2 separate regions of the Mus musculus genome follow, and region 2 is linked to region 1. Evidence: chromatin contacts called from public Hi-C data. All regions are on one chromosome and are shown on one strand. The core of a region is the stretch at or near the end of the contact, and the rest is flanking DNA. Distances in the headings are between cores, read along the strand shown.

Region 1 (6,176 bases), core at 2,294-4,793:
TACTTAAAAGCAAGCACTAGTAATTAGTAAAGTGGCTTATTAAAATACAGTAAAATATTAAGAGTGAAGTTATATTATGCTAAGTATTTTATAACAGGATTTATTGAATTATTATTAATGTTATACTCACTATAAACCCTTCTAGAAATATCAGTTGAATAGCCTATTTAAACCTAGAGTTTGAAGATGTGCATCTACACTGTCCCTACCATGCCACCCATTCCTTGTCATGTCACTAGTTCAGTTTGAGCTTAGCCAAGGAAGGACGCTGCTGTCTGCAAATGAATCCAAATGTCTGTGAGCACAAATCCAGTGTGTTTTCCTGCCATGTTGCTAAACACCTTCTAGTCAGAATACTGAGGTCGTTCATCTCTGTCTGGTTTCCTGGGAGCTCCTCTAGAGCTCACACAAAGCTCACATGGAGCCCATATGTGTGTCTTGTGAACACTGTCTTCTTTTTCCCTTTCTCTGTTATGCCCAATTAGTCTGTGAATGTCTCCAACTACTTTTGAGAAAATAGCCTTCCTACAATTGCCAAGAGCTTTTTAATTGTTGATACTGTTTGTATTGTTTACGTTAGGTGGGGTTGTGTATGCTCTTCAGTTCTCCACCCGGTGTCACCATTTGAGAAGATCATTCTATTTACTTGTCAGTATTTTGGTGCATGCCAAGCAGCCATCTACCTCATTCCTAGTGAGCTTAACAAGAAAGTAGAAATGTGCCAAACTCGTTGAGAAACTGAGAGCATGGAGAAAGTTAGTTAACATTGTATTTACCTTCGGTTTCGGTGACTATTTTTAGTTTATAAATATTCTAACTAGTGATTTTTATAATCTAAGGAAACTTCTTAAGTAACTTAAAAATAATAATTAGAAAAATGTTTTTGAAAACCTATCTTCTAAAAAGATAGTTTTCTTTTAATTTAGAAACACTAATCATAGTCTGCCAACTATAACATATAATTCTGTATGGGGGTGTTTTATTCCTTTTTGGTGAAAATGAGTGGTTTAATAACTTAGAACTGAACAACTTTAAGAAAACTTTTTTTCTTTCTTTGTTTTCAAGATAGGGTTTCTCTGTGTAGCCCTGGCTGTCCTGGAACTCACTCTTTAAACTAGGCTGCCTCAAACTCAAAGAGATCTGCCTGCCTCTGCCTCCCAAATGAAGAAAACATACAAGGTGTTTTTAAAAGAAGTGAGTGTATAGACTAACTACAAATATTGAATGCTTATTATACCTTAGCATTTCTTGGAAGATTTAACTTTTTCAGTAGAGTAGTCAAATATGCTGCAGTGCAACAAGAAAATTTTGTTAGACAAGGAGAAATTCTGTGTGAACACATAAATACACATTCTAACTATTCAACCATGTGTATTACTGAACAGTGTCCAGTACAGGGGACAGACTGTTGCATAGCCCAGCACTGGCGACATAGACAGTTAGATAACTAATATTCCCTTGGTGTGTTTTAAAAGCCAGCAGAACCCCTTCCACCACAGCTAGCCTATAGTAAATGTGTGTGTGTGTCTCCTGGACACCCTGTTCTTCTTTTCTTTCTGTTATGCCCAGGCAGTAAACATCCTGAAGCCCTTTAAGAAATAGCTTTTCCTACAAATTCTAAGGACTTTTTCATTGTTCATTTTGTTGTTGTTGGGTGTTGGTGTTCACATTGCATAGGACTGTGTACACTGTGCAGTTCTCCACCCTGATGTCACCTCCCTGCCTTCCTAGCCAGGCCATAGAAACAGGACTTTAATAATTCCAACCGAGCTCAGCACCTGTAGGATTCTAGTCTTAGCATATATGTAGAAAGATCAGAGCTTTCTTAAAACTGGGAAGTCAGAGCCTGTGTGAAGCATTTGTCTGCTACACCTTCTGGTGTAGCCTTGCCTTAGTGTGACCATCCATCCCAACTGCTCTCAAATGACGTGTTTGTCCTTGGACAGGGCTGCAGCCCTGAACTGACACATTTTCCAGTATCTGCATCTGCCTTCTACGACACCAAGAAGAGTTGGACTGCAGAGTCCCATCTGCTCCCCTTTCACCACTATAGGTTCTATAGTAGCCATTTACTGAACACAGTTTTCAGAATGTTTGCCTTCCTCAAAAACTCAATTAATGAATACCTTCAGGGAAAACGCCTGCTGAGTGGGCAAGTGACAGGCATCTTGAGAGTCAGCACTCACTGGTCGCTCATTGCTAGACCTGAGCATCAGAGACCAACAGACACACTGTCTGACTGAAGCGCTCAAGTTTGCCCCATTTCTAGTCATGTAATTTAAAAACAAACCAAAAAAAGCTTAGGAAAGAGAAAGTAGAGATACTAGATTTTGGTACATTCTTAGTGAACCTCCATGCTGGCATTTTGTTCATTAGGCTAGACTGTGAGAGAGTGGTTTGAATGTATCATAACCCTACCTTCCCATCTGTGGGATTGACTGCACGGGATGTACAGAAACACTTCTGGTGCAAGGTGGCAAGGGGAATCTGAGGCAGATGTAGGCAGCTTTGTGGAAATGGTTGTAGGCTATATACAATTTTGGTTCTGTGTGAGGCCTCTAATTGGTCAGGAAGGTTATAGCATTTCCAAGTCTTCTCTTGAGGCAGGACTCTGGTTCTGGGCTGGGTACAAGTTGGAGCAGGCATGAAGAGGAGATGGGTCTCTCTCACCTGCTCTATCCCCTCTTCCTTTCTAGGCCTTTTCCTCCCCGTTCAGTTGGCATCCTCTTCTCCTTCCACCTCCAGTTTTCTTCTCCTCCGGTTTCTCCCCTTCTTTCCTTTCATGTTTTTTACTCCTTTTTTAGACTGCCTCTTCTCCCAACTTCTTTCCTTATCTCCTTGCCTTGCTCCATCTTATGTCTGGCCTCTTGTTTGTCTTTCCATTCCTTTGTATTTCCTCTCCCTGTCCTCACTTTCTCCTTCCTCTCTTGCCTTTCTACAAAATTGCACAGTGCTTCAAAGGTCTGGCCTTTCCTCGTTTTCTAATTTCACATTTCAGCATCTTGCAAATGTAACAGAAGTTTACAGCTGAGCCCTGCTCTAGCTTTTTTCCTCGTTGTTGCTAGAAATTTAATGTTTTTAAAACTGGGTCAGATTAAAACTTCTTAAGTTAGCCATGTGGCTGGGACTTAAAAATTTACAGAAGGTCATTCCCAAGTTGAGAGTCCCTGTGTAAATGATGCAGAGTGGCTTGTGTGCAGGCAAGTTGTGAATGTATTAAGTTATTCTGCTCTTGCTTCATCTCTAAGGTTGGTGGGACAAGAATGCCTACCCGTAACCACAGGAATCCTGTCTCCATGGAAACCAAAAGCAGTTGCCTGCCTGTTCAGCAAGTTGAAAATGAAGGAGTGGCTCGGAATAAAAGGAAAATAATGTAAGGGCTGGACCATAGAAAATGAAGTTTCAGAAAACCCAGTTATAACAGTGTTTAATGTTGAACTTTAAGGGGAAACATACCCAGAAGATCAGCTAGTGAGAAGAGTGTCTCCCCTCGCTATCCTGGAGTTCTTACAAAGTGCCTTGGAAACCTACTGACTGCAGGAATGGCGGTGACAGCAGGAGTTAGTCACTCCTCAGCCCTGGTGCACGGAGAATGTAGAATGCTCCATTAGCATGGCAGCAAACTGAATAAGAAAAATATTTTTATAGCATTCTTTTCTAAAGATCATAGGTAGGAAAACCACTTGCTGATTTAGGAACTGTCATGTATTACGTTATCAATTTGATTATATTGCCACTCAAATGAGACTGGCCCAATAGTTAAATATTGCCAATGTTAGAAACAGCTCTGTGCATTGTTTCTGACCCATTTTTGTCAGTATTAAAACTGCTGTTGATGTTTGAAAACTTGTTGAAATTCCTTTGTGGACGCCGAAAGTGAAAACAAGAAAAATCTTCATCTCTGAAAAGTGGCAAATTAATATTTTCTTACTAGGCAACCACCCTTGTGTTTTATAAAAACAAAAAGCATTCTGTGGTGTGACAGCTTTGGTGACAATATCTCTACTACTTTGCACAAATTCCATGTAAATGTGGTAAGATACTACCCAAAGCAGAAATAACCATGAGGATGCAGGAAAAACAAAAAAAACAAAAAAAAACACTTGATGATCCTATCAGACATGGTGAAGGTGCCATTAAGCCTAGGATTGTTTCTTTCTTCTCATGTATTGTGGTTAATTCAGAAAGCAGCATCAGCAGTGGGTTTGGCCAGTTTGCATTTGAGGGGACAGAATATGTTTACTTTTTGTTACCTGTTTTTTAATAAACACTAAAAGCTTCAGAAATGTGTTTGTCATTTCAGAAATACAAGCTTTGTCATCAATGGCAATTTTCTTGTTGTTCTTTAGAAGGTGTGTGCGCGCGCATGTGTGCATATGCGTGTGTGTTCCATGTTAATATAAAAAATTATACCCAAAAATTGGAGTCTAAAGAAGTGGCTTATTGCAGAGGACCCAGGTTTGATTCCCAATCACTTGGGTGCCGACAGCCATCTGTACCTGTAGTTCCAGGGGACCAGATGACCTATTTTCTGGCCTCTGTGAGCACTGCATCTATGTGGTGCACTTACATACATACAAACAAAACATTCATACACATAAAATTTACTTAAAAAGAGGAAGACCCAGGCCTGGAGAGGTGGCTCAACGGTTAAGAGCACTGATTGCTCTTCTGAAGTTCCTGAGTTCAATTCCCAGCAACCACATGGTGGCTCACAACCATCGGTAACAAGCTCTGACACCCTCTTCTGGAGTGTCTGGAGACAGCTACAGTGTACTTACATATAATAAATAAATAAATCTTTTTTTAAAAAAATGAAGACCCCAAAATCCTTTAAAATAGTTTGTTGAAATTCTTACTTTCCACTATCAAGTTTTCTTTTGCATTGATTTTCTGAGAGGTTGGTTACCTAAATTATTAGTACATACAGATTTTTGTTTTGATTTTTGAGACAGGGTCTGTACATAGTCCTGTCCTGTAACTCAAAGAAATCCACCTGCCTCTGCCTCCTGAGTGCTGGGATTAAAACATCCAATTACGGGGCTGGTAAGATGGCTCAGCGGTTAAGAGCGCCGACTGCTCTTCCAAAGGTCCTGAGTTCAAATCCCAGCAACCACATGGTGGCTTCACAACCATCCCTAACGAAATCTGATGCCCTCTTCTGGAGTGTCTAAAGACAGCTACAGTGTACTTTTACATGTAATAAATAAATAAATATTTTTAAAAAAAACATCCAATTACTGTATAATTTTTTTCCATGAGTACACTGTAGCTGTCTTCAGACACACCAGAAGAGGGCATCGGATCCCATTACAGATGATTGTGAGTTGCCATGAGGTTGCTGGGAATTGAACTCGAGGCCTCTGGAAGAGCAGTCAGTGCTCTTAACTGCTTTGCCATTTCTTCAGCCCCCTACTGTAAAAAGTTTAATGTAGCATTTCCTCAACCTACCACTCTCCTTTTAAAGCCCTTCACCTTCCCCCTAAACTTTGTCACATATATACAAATCCAGAAATATTTTAGTTGTGACTCATTTGTCATTCAGTTTAGGGGTGTGACAGTAGAAGATCCCTTCAAAATTAGCTCTTTTCCAAAGATGGACAGCATTTGCTGCAGTCTGCATATCAGAGGCTTCCACTTTCTACATGTGACCAAACCTCTGGACAACTCTGATCAAGTAGAGCTGCTTTTCCACTTAAGCTTAGCAAAGGCTCTTTTTAAACACATATTTAGTGTCCATTGTTGTTCTACATTGCTACAAATATGAAGGGATTTGTAAGCAAGGAAGTAATGTTGATAATACTATAGCAACATTTTTTACTGTTTTGGGTTTTGTTTTGTTTTGTTTTGTTTACTCCAAGCTGGGAATTAGGTAGAGTACTCACCTACCATGCCTGTGACAAAAAGTTCTGTCTAGATACATAGGGAAAAAAATGAGATACTACAACATTGTAAGCCTAAACCTGGCTCATTTGTTCTTTTATGTGAGTGTATAATTAATATAAAAGTCTTAGAAAACAAGTAAAAGAATTTGACTACAGCTTTGTATCATGAAGCATCCACTAAGTCACCATTATTGTCCTGTTACATTCAGACCTCACAGTATTGTTCACTTCGCAGTAGACAATAAACTCTTGAGGGAAGGAAGCATATTTGCTCATCATTAGATAATAGTA
Region 2 (5,939 bases), core at 1,883-4,382, 2.2 Mb after region 1:
GTTTTAAGAGAGAAAGCCTCTGCCAAGGAAGGGCTGGCTAGGAAGCAAGCTTATCCCATGGCCTTGTTTGGATTTGTTTTAGTTTTTTTTTTTTCTTTAATGCCACCGATGGGTCACAATGCCAGCTACAAGCAGCCAACAGTCTCTTATCAAGAGGACATGGTGCTGGAGAGAATCTGTGACAGGCTTCACATCCCCTTCTGCTCTTGCCCAGGGTCTGAGCTCAAAGTACCTGACTACAGGACAGGACAGCATGTGCCTTCCACTCCAAGTTCACAGCCTAGCCACACAACTGACTCCACTTCAAAGGCCTATGCTGGGAGATTCACCTTCAATTACAAATCTCCTTTCAAAATCACCAAGCCATTCATGTTACTTTTTTTTTTTAATTCCACCCCCACATCCCCCAAGGTCACCATTCTGGCTGTACCTATTCTCCAAACACTTTATCTTCCCACGGTTGCCATAGATAAAACTATTTTTAGTGCACAACTGGTTTGAAGGCAGATCCTGATTCTTTTTTTTTTTAATTTATTTTTTTTTATTCCCACTGGTTGCTGTGTATGAATGACTCTCAGAGTTTTGTTTATGGGTTAACAGAAACCACCCCCCCACCCTGAACCCTAACAGGCTGCCTCCTCCCCGTTGAGACAGTTTCAGACGAAAGGGAAGTAAGCCCATTTGCAGGTGGCTGTCTCTGAACAAAGGGTGACCTGTGACAGCCTGGTTGGACACTGCCCTTGCAGCTGACTCAGGGCAACTCCTGCCCTGCTTTGATAAGCCCTGCGGATAAAACTGATCTATTTTAATAACTAGCAGACCTTTTGACTTTGAGACATGGTGCTGTCCTTTACGAAGTTCACACTCAAGAGCCACGCCGTTGAGTCACAAAACAAACTAAAGCATCTCATAGTGTTTTAAGAACATGTACGATTCTGTGCTGGACTAGGTCCATAGCTACCCTTGGCTGGAGGAAACCACAGGTTGAGCACACCCAAAGTATTCCAGTTTGAGATCATCTCCTTGCCAGCATCACAGAGGGAGTGAGAGAAGGCCGGATTTCTTGAAAATTTTTCAATTTCAGAAACAGTTTTCATGGCTATGTATTTACTGTATATATTTTCTTGTGCTTCAAAAGTTTTTTTTAATTATCTTAAAAACTCTTAGTGTTTTGTCCCAAAGCAAGTCTGACACACATCGTCATACAGCCTATGTCAAGTATCCACTGAGATAAATGATAGTTCTCTTTTTACCTTGTCGATTGCCTTTGTAACTCCTGACCCTGCTGGGAGACTAAGTAGCAGTTCACCTGCAGGGAGAGGCTTGCCCTACACACCTCAGAAAGAACCTTTCTTTTAGGGTCACTGAACCCTGGAAATACTCTGCTCGCTCTACAAACTCATTTGTGATAATATCTGCCTCCAAGAGCAGAATGGAACTGAGTGCCCAGCCCTGGGGCACACAGAAATAGATCTATAAATATTCAGTGAGTCAGTTAGTCAATCAACACACACACACACACACACACACACACACACACACACACAGGAGCCTTTAAAAAGATTTTGTCCACAGAAGTTCTAGAATGTTCCAATCAGTCCTACATAGTCTGAATTCGGAAGCCTGAGTTCTTCAGACCAAAGTTTCGATGCAGTCTTAGCCAAAAGACAAAGCATTCCAGTATGTCCAGACATCATTCAAGAGAAAAATCTCAAAGATGCTACTGAGTCTACTGGCTATACCTAATTCACTCACAGGATCCCAGCATCAACCTAAATCAGAGTCTCCCTGTGGGTAGGGGCTGCTGCACACAGCTCAGGGCTAACTTTGTAATGATTTTATTCTTTGTCAACCTAAATTTTGTTCTGATTAAACAAAGCCTTCCATGGGAAAGAGTCAAATGCCCATCTTGCAATAGGGTAAGCCCATGGTTGGAAACTCACTAACCAAATGGGAAGCCACTTTATTAAGTTAATGACCAAGCAACCAGAGTTCTATGAGCCTTAGGTGTCTAACATATACACACAAACATAAATACACACACACACACACCACCACCACCACCACCACCACTTGGCCCTCACCCAAAAGCAACACATGCCTTTCGTCTATAAATGGAGAAAAGATAAACACTAAAGGTCAAATCAAACTAACCGGACTTGGGAAGGGGCTTTTGGAGTGGGATTTAACCTGTTAGAATGAACGGTGGAGATACGTGATTAGTGAAGAGGTAGGTATTTAATAACGTGATACCAGAAGACTCAGAAAGCTACAAGCCAAGCTCCTAGCAGACTTCTCTGAGGCCCTGATCTTCGAAGGGGCATAGAATGTCAACCTGACAAGCCTGGCCATTCTTTCAGGAGCATCTGGGAGGTAAGAACTGATTCAGCAAAGACTGTGGCTAAACACATTTCTTTAGGGAAATCTCCCTGGAGGTGATGGTCAGGGCTTAAAAAAAGAAGTTCCTGCGTAAACTAGAGTCCTGCACAGCTAGACTCCGAGGTGGTCAGCTGCTCAGCTCTGGTCTGCAAACAGGCAACCACCTTGGCAAAGCTGGCTCCTGGATCAGAGGCTGTCTGTCACTGGTGGATGGACATATGGATGATGCTCCCAACCAAGAGATGCAGAAAAGTTCACGTTTCAAGTATATTCAGGGCAGAGACCTCAGAAACCTCTCCCCTGCCTTTTTTAAACTGATGCCACATTTAAGCTTGGCTTGACAGTGGAGACGCGAAGGAGAAGTAAGTTCTAGGTATCCCAGAAAGTCCCCTAAGCCCTCTCTTCCCGCCTCGGGAGCATCCAGAGGGAGGGTCACTGTGGAGTCCCGGACTGGCCAGGAAACTTGAGCCAAGACTGAGGTATCGACAGCCAGAAGCATCCTTCTCCCCACATCCCTACAGATGGGGCGACAGGGATGGGTGCGAGAGATCCCCAGCAGCTCCTTCTCCAGCTAGCTACTTACCCTTCTACTGGGCGTTCCAGGCGACTTGGCGCCGCCACCTGAGAACAGGGTGACAGTGGACGTGGAGCGCAGCATCTCGCAGCGGCTGTGGAGCAAGGGCTGGGTGCCCGCGCTGCTCCGGGGCAGGATAAGCGTGCGGGGCGCACCCTACGCGGGGGAGGCTCAGACACTAGAAGCTACGGCTTCCGCAGGGCTGGAGCCCAGGAGGCGGGGCCTGGGAGGGGCCTGAGAGGGGCGGGGCTAGGATTCTGCCAGACTAGTCAAGCAGCATTCTCTCCCCAAAGTTGAGCGTCTCCTCTCTGTATCTCCCTGTCCAGTCTTCCTGCACACACTGTGGGTCTGGTCTCTGTATCCCCTGTCCTTTTGGCCTCACGACCCCAGAGCTTTCCATCAAACCCCAAGGACTACTGGGACCCTTGGTCTTTGTCACTTTTTTTCACGGTAACTACTGAGTGCCTATTATTTGTGCCTCCTAGTGAACGACCGACTCCTGTCCTCACAGATTTGCACCCTAATGGTGACCCTGAGAGAAGACAGTTGTCATTTCTGTGGTAGAAAACAGGTATGTGTGCTGGGAGTGTGCAACTGTCCAAAGGTCCTCAGGAGCCAGAAAGAGGCTCCCAGAGGAAGTGACTAAGCTGAAGACCAGAATTGCAAGGCTGTCCACATTCATTCAGTGATTGCTGTGTGTCCACCTGGCAGGACTGACCACCCTTTGCGTCAATCAATCTTCACAACCACGCTTTGGGGGTAGGTGTCATTATCCTGCACCCCATTTTGCAGGTGAGGACACTGATTCATCAAGGGTTGAGTAAGGCAGGAGGAGCCCCACCAGGTGTTAAGTGGCCAAGCTAAGAGGTGACCTACCCTGTCAGCCCCTAGGGCCTTTCTGGAACACTCTGCTGCCCCCTAGCAGAGATAAGCAAGGCAAGGGCAGATCTGGGACCCTTCCTTCTTAGGCATCCTGTCACAGTGCCAGGAGCTGATGGTGGAGAGAAGCTAAGGAGAGCTGGGGCCTAGTCACTAAGAACCTGGTGTGTGAGTGCTTAGGCCTTTAACATCAGGACAAAGTGCTTCGGGGGAAAGAGAGGGAGGACACAGTATCTCCATTCACCCTTCAAAGCCGAGGCAAAACCCAGCCTTCTCACCAACCTCCTAACCTGAACCCCGACGGCACCCCTGAACCTAGAAGCTTTGTTTCCCTAACTTCTGTGCACTCTCCTCTCTCTCTCTCTCTCTCTCTCTCTCTCTGTGTGTGTGTGTGTGTGTGTGTGTGTGTGTATGTGTGTGTACCCATGCACACGAGTGATCCCAAGGTTGCACCACCAGGAAAGACGTCAAAGAATGTTACCAATCAGAATTCCTCGTGATCCCACAAAACTTGCCCCTTTGGTGACAACAGTCATGTTTTCTGCAAGTCTGCATGAAAGCCGCAGGGCCTCTTCTCTGCCAGCTCTTCCTGATGCTTTCTACCAACCTCATCACCACTGTGTGTGTGTGTTTTAAGATTTACTTTTTATTTTTAATTTTGAGTTTGCCCAGGTGAGTACAGGTATCCTCAGAGGCCAAAGGCGTCCAATCCCTTGAAGCTGAAGTTAGCTCAGTTGTTAACCACCCACCTTGGGTGCTGGGAGCTGAACTCTAGTTCTCAGCAAGAGTAGTAAGGTTTCTTAATGTTGAGCCATCTTCCAGCCCTCTGCCTCTGTCCTCTTAGATCTGTATGCACTTCCTCCTCAGGCTACACAACCCCACCAGGTAGATTCTGTTAACATCTTTGATTTGCAAAGGACAAAACTAACGCCAGAGTTAATGGGTCAATAGCCATACATATCGATTCCACTCTATTCCCATCTATAGCTTCTTCAAAACAAGGAATCCATGAGAGATTTCCCTCTGTCCTCCTCCACACAGCCTCTGCTTCTAGTCCTGACATCTGTAAGCCTAAACTCTAAGTCTACCCTCCAATAAGTACTGATCAAAGGGCGGTGGTCGGGGCTGGAGGGCTAGCTCAGTGGTTAAGAGTACTTGTAGGACTTGGTCCCCAGCACCCACCTGGTGGCTAACAATAGTCGGTTGGCAACTTCAGTTTCAGGTGATCTGACACACTCTTTTGGCCTCCGTGGGCACCAGGTCTGCTGTGGTACACATACCTACATGCAGATAATACATCCATACACATAAAAAAATAAAAAATAAACCAATCTTCTAAAGGTAGATGTTAGAAGCCACTAGGAGTTAGAGATAGATGTCTGCATGGTTACCTCAGTGGAAAGAAACTAATGGTTAATGATGGTTTGCTATTTTGCCCCAAGGAGATAGGCAATGGGCTGTTTTTGCAGACACAGTCAAAACACCCTGGCATCAGTAATGTTTATTTATAGCACGGCAATCACCCAAGAGACCATCAAAGATTGATAGGCTCAGCACAGGGAGAAAGGGGATTTGCATATCTGATAGGCTCCGAGTGGACAGAAGGGGGATTTGCTTATCTACGGTTTGTGTGTTGTGCTGGTTAGTTGTTTGTCAACTTGACATAAGCTAGAGTCATCTGGTAAAAGGGAACCAACCACAACTGAAAAACATGTTTCAATCATATTGGTCTGTATGCAAGTTTATAGGGCATTTTGTTATTGTGATATGAGAGAGCCAAGCTCACTGTGGGTGGAGCACCTCTGGGAAGGTGGTCCTGAGTTATATAAGAAAGTAGACTGAGCAGGCCATACAGAACAAGCCAATAAATAATATTCCTCCATGGTGTCTGCTTCAGTTCCTACCTCCAGTATCCTACCCTAATTTCCTTCAATGAAGGTCTCTAAGCTGCAAGCCCAAATAAACTCTTTCCTTCCCAGGTTACTTTTGGTTATGGCATTTTATCACGAGTGACAGAAACCCTAAGTCATCCATCCACCTGAGGTTTTTTTTTCACCTTAATATAATGGTTTTGGTTATTAGCAAAGCAGCAAACTCCTCACCAACT

The links. A called contact is a pair of places that touch in the nucleus more often than the background predicts.
Region 2: a Hi-C map of stem cell-derived neural progenitor cells shows a contact between it and region 1, with 16 times the contacts expected there. The contact joins the promoter of Myzap here to the enhancer-like site in region 1. A contact is called at or near these places in 2 of 39 promoter capture datasets (both in embryonic stem cells), 9 of 484 Hi-C or Micro-C datasets (embryonic fibroblasts, embryonic stem cells, extraembryonic ectoderm and 4 more), 4 of 115 datasets of contacts at active chromatin or transcription factors (all in embryonic stem cells) and 2 of 9 other capture datasets (adipose tissue and liver).

What each region holds. Positions count from the first base shown.
Region 1 is chr9:69,428,793-69,434,968 of GRCm38.p6, forward strand. It overlaps Ice2 (interactor of little elongation complex ELL subunit 2), which reads left to right. Exons shown (of 16, transcript NM_145618.3): 16 at 3,249-4,282. The coding sequence ends at 3,377. Among named protein-coding and RNA genes, the nearest start is that of Anxa2, 22 kb to the right of the region's middle. Within about 2 kb of position 3,544, at least 96 of the 459 cell types and tissues checked have an H3K27ac peak or open chromatin away from gene starts, as enhancers often do. A contact at or near this core is called in embryonic fibroblasts, stem cell-derived motor neurons and stem cell-derived neural progenitor cells, where this site is marked.
Region 2 is chr9:71,589,228-71,595,166 of GRCm38.p6, forward strand. Myzap (myocardial zonula adherens protein) reads right to left here and starts at 3,133. Exons shown (of 13, transcript NM_001033208.4): 1 at 2,963-3,133. The coding sequence starts at 3,037.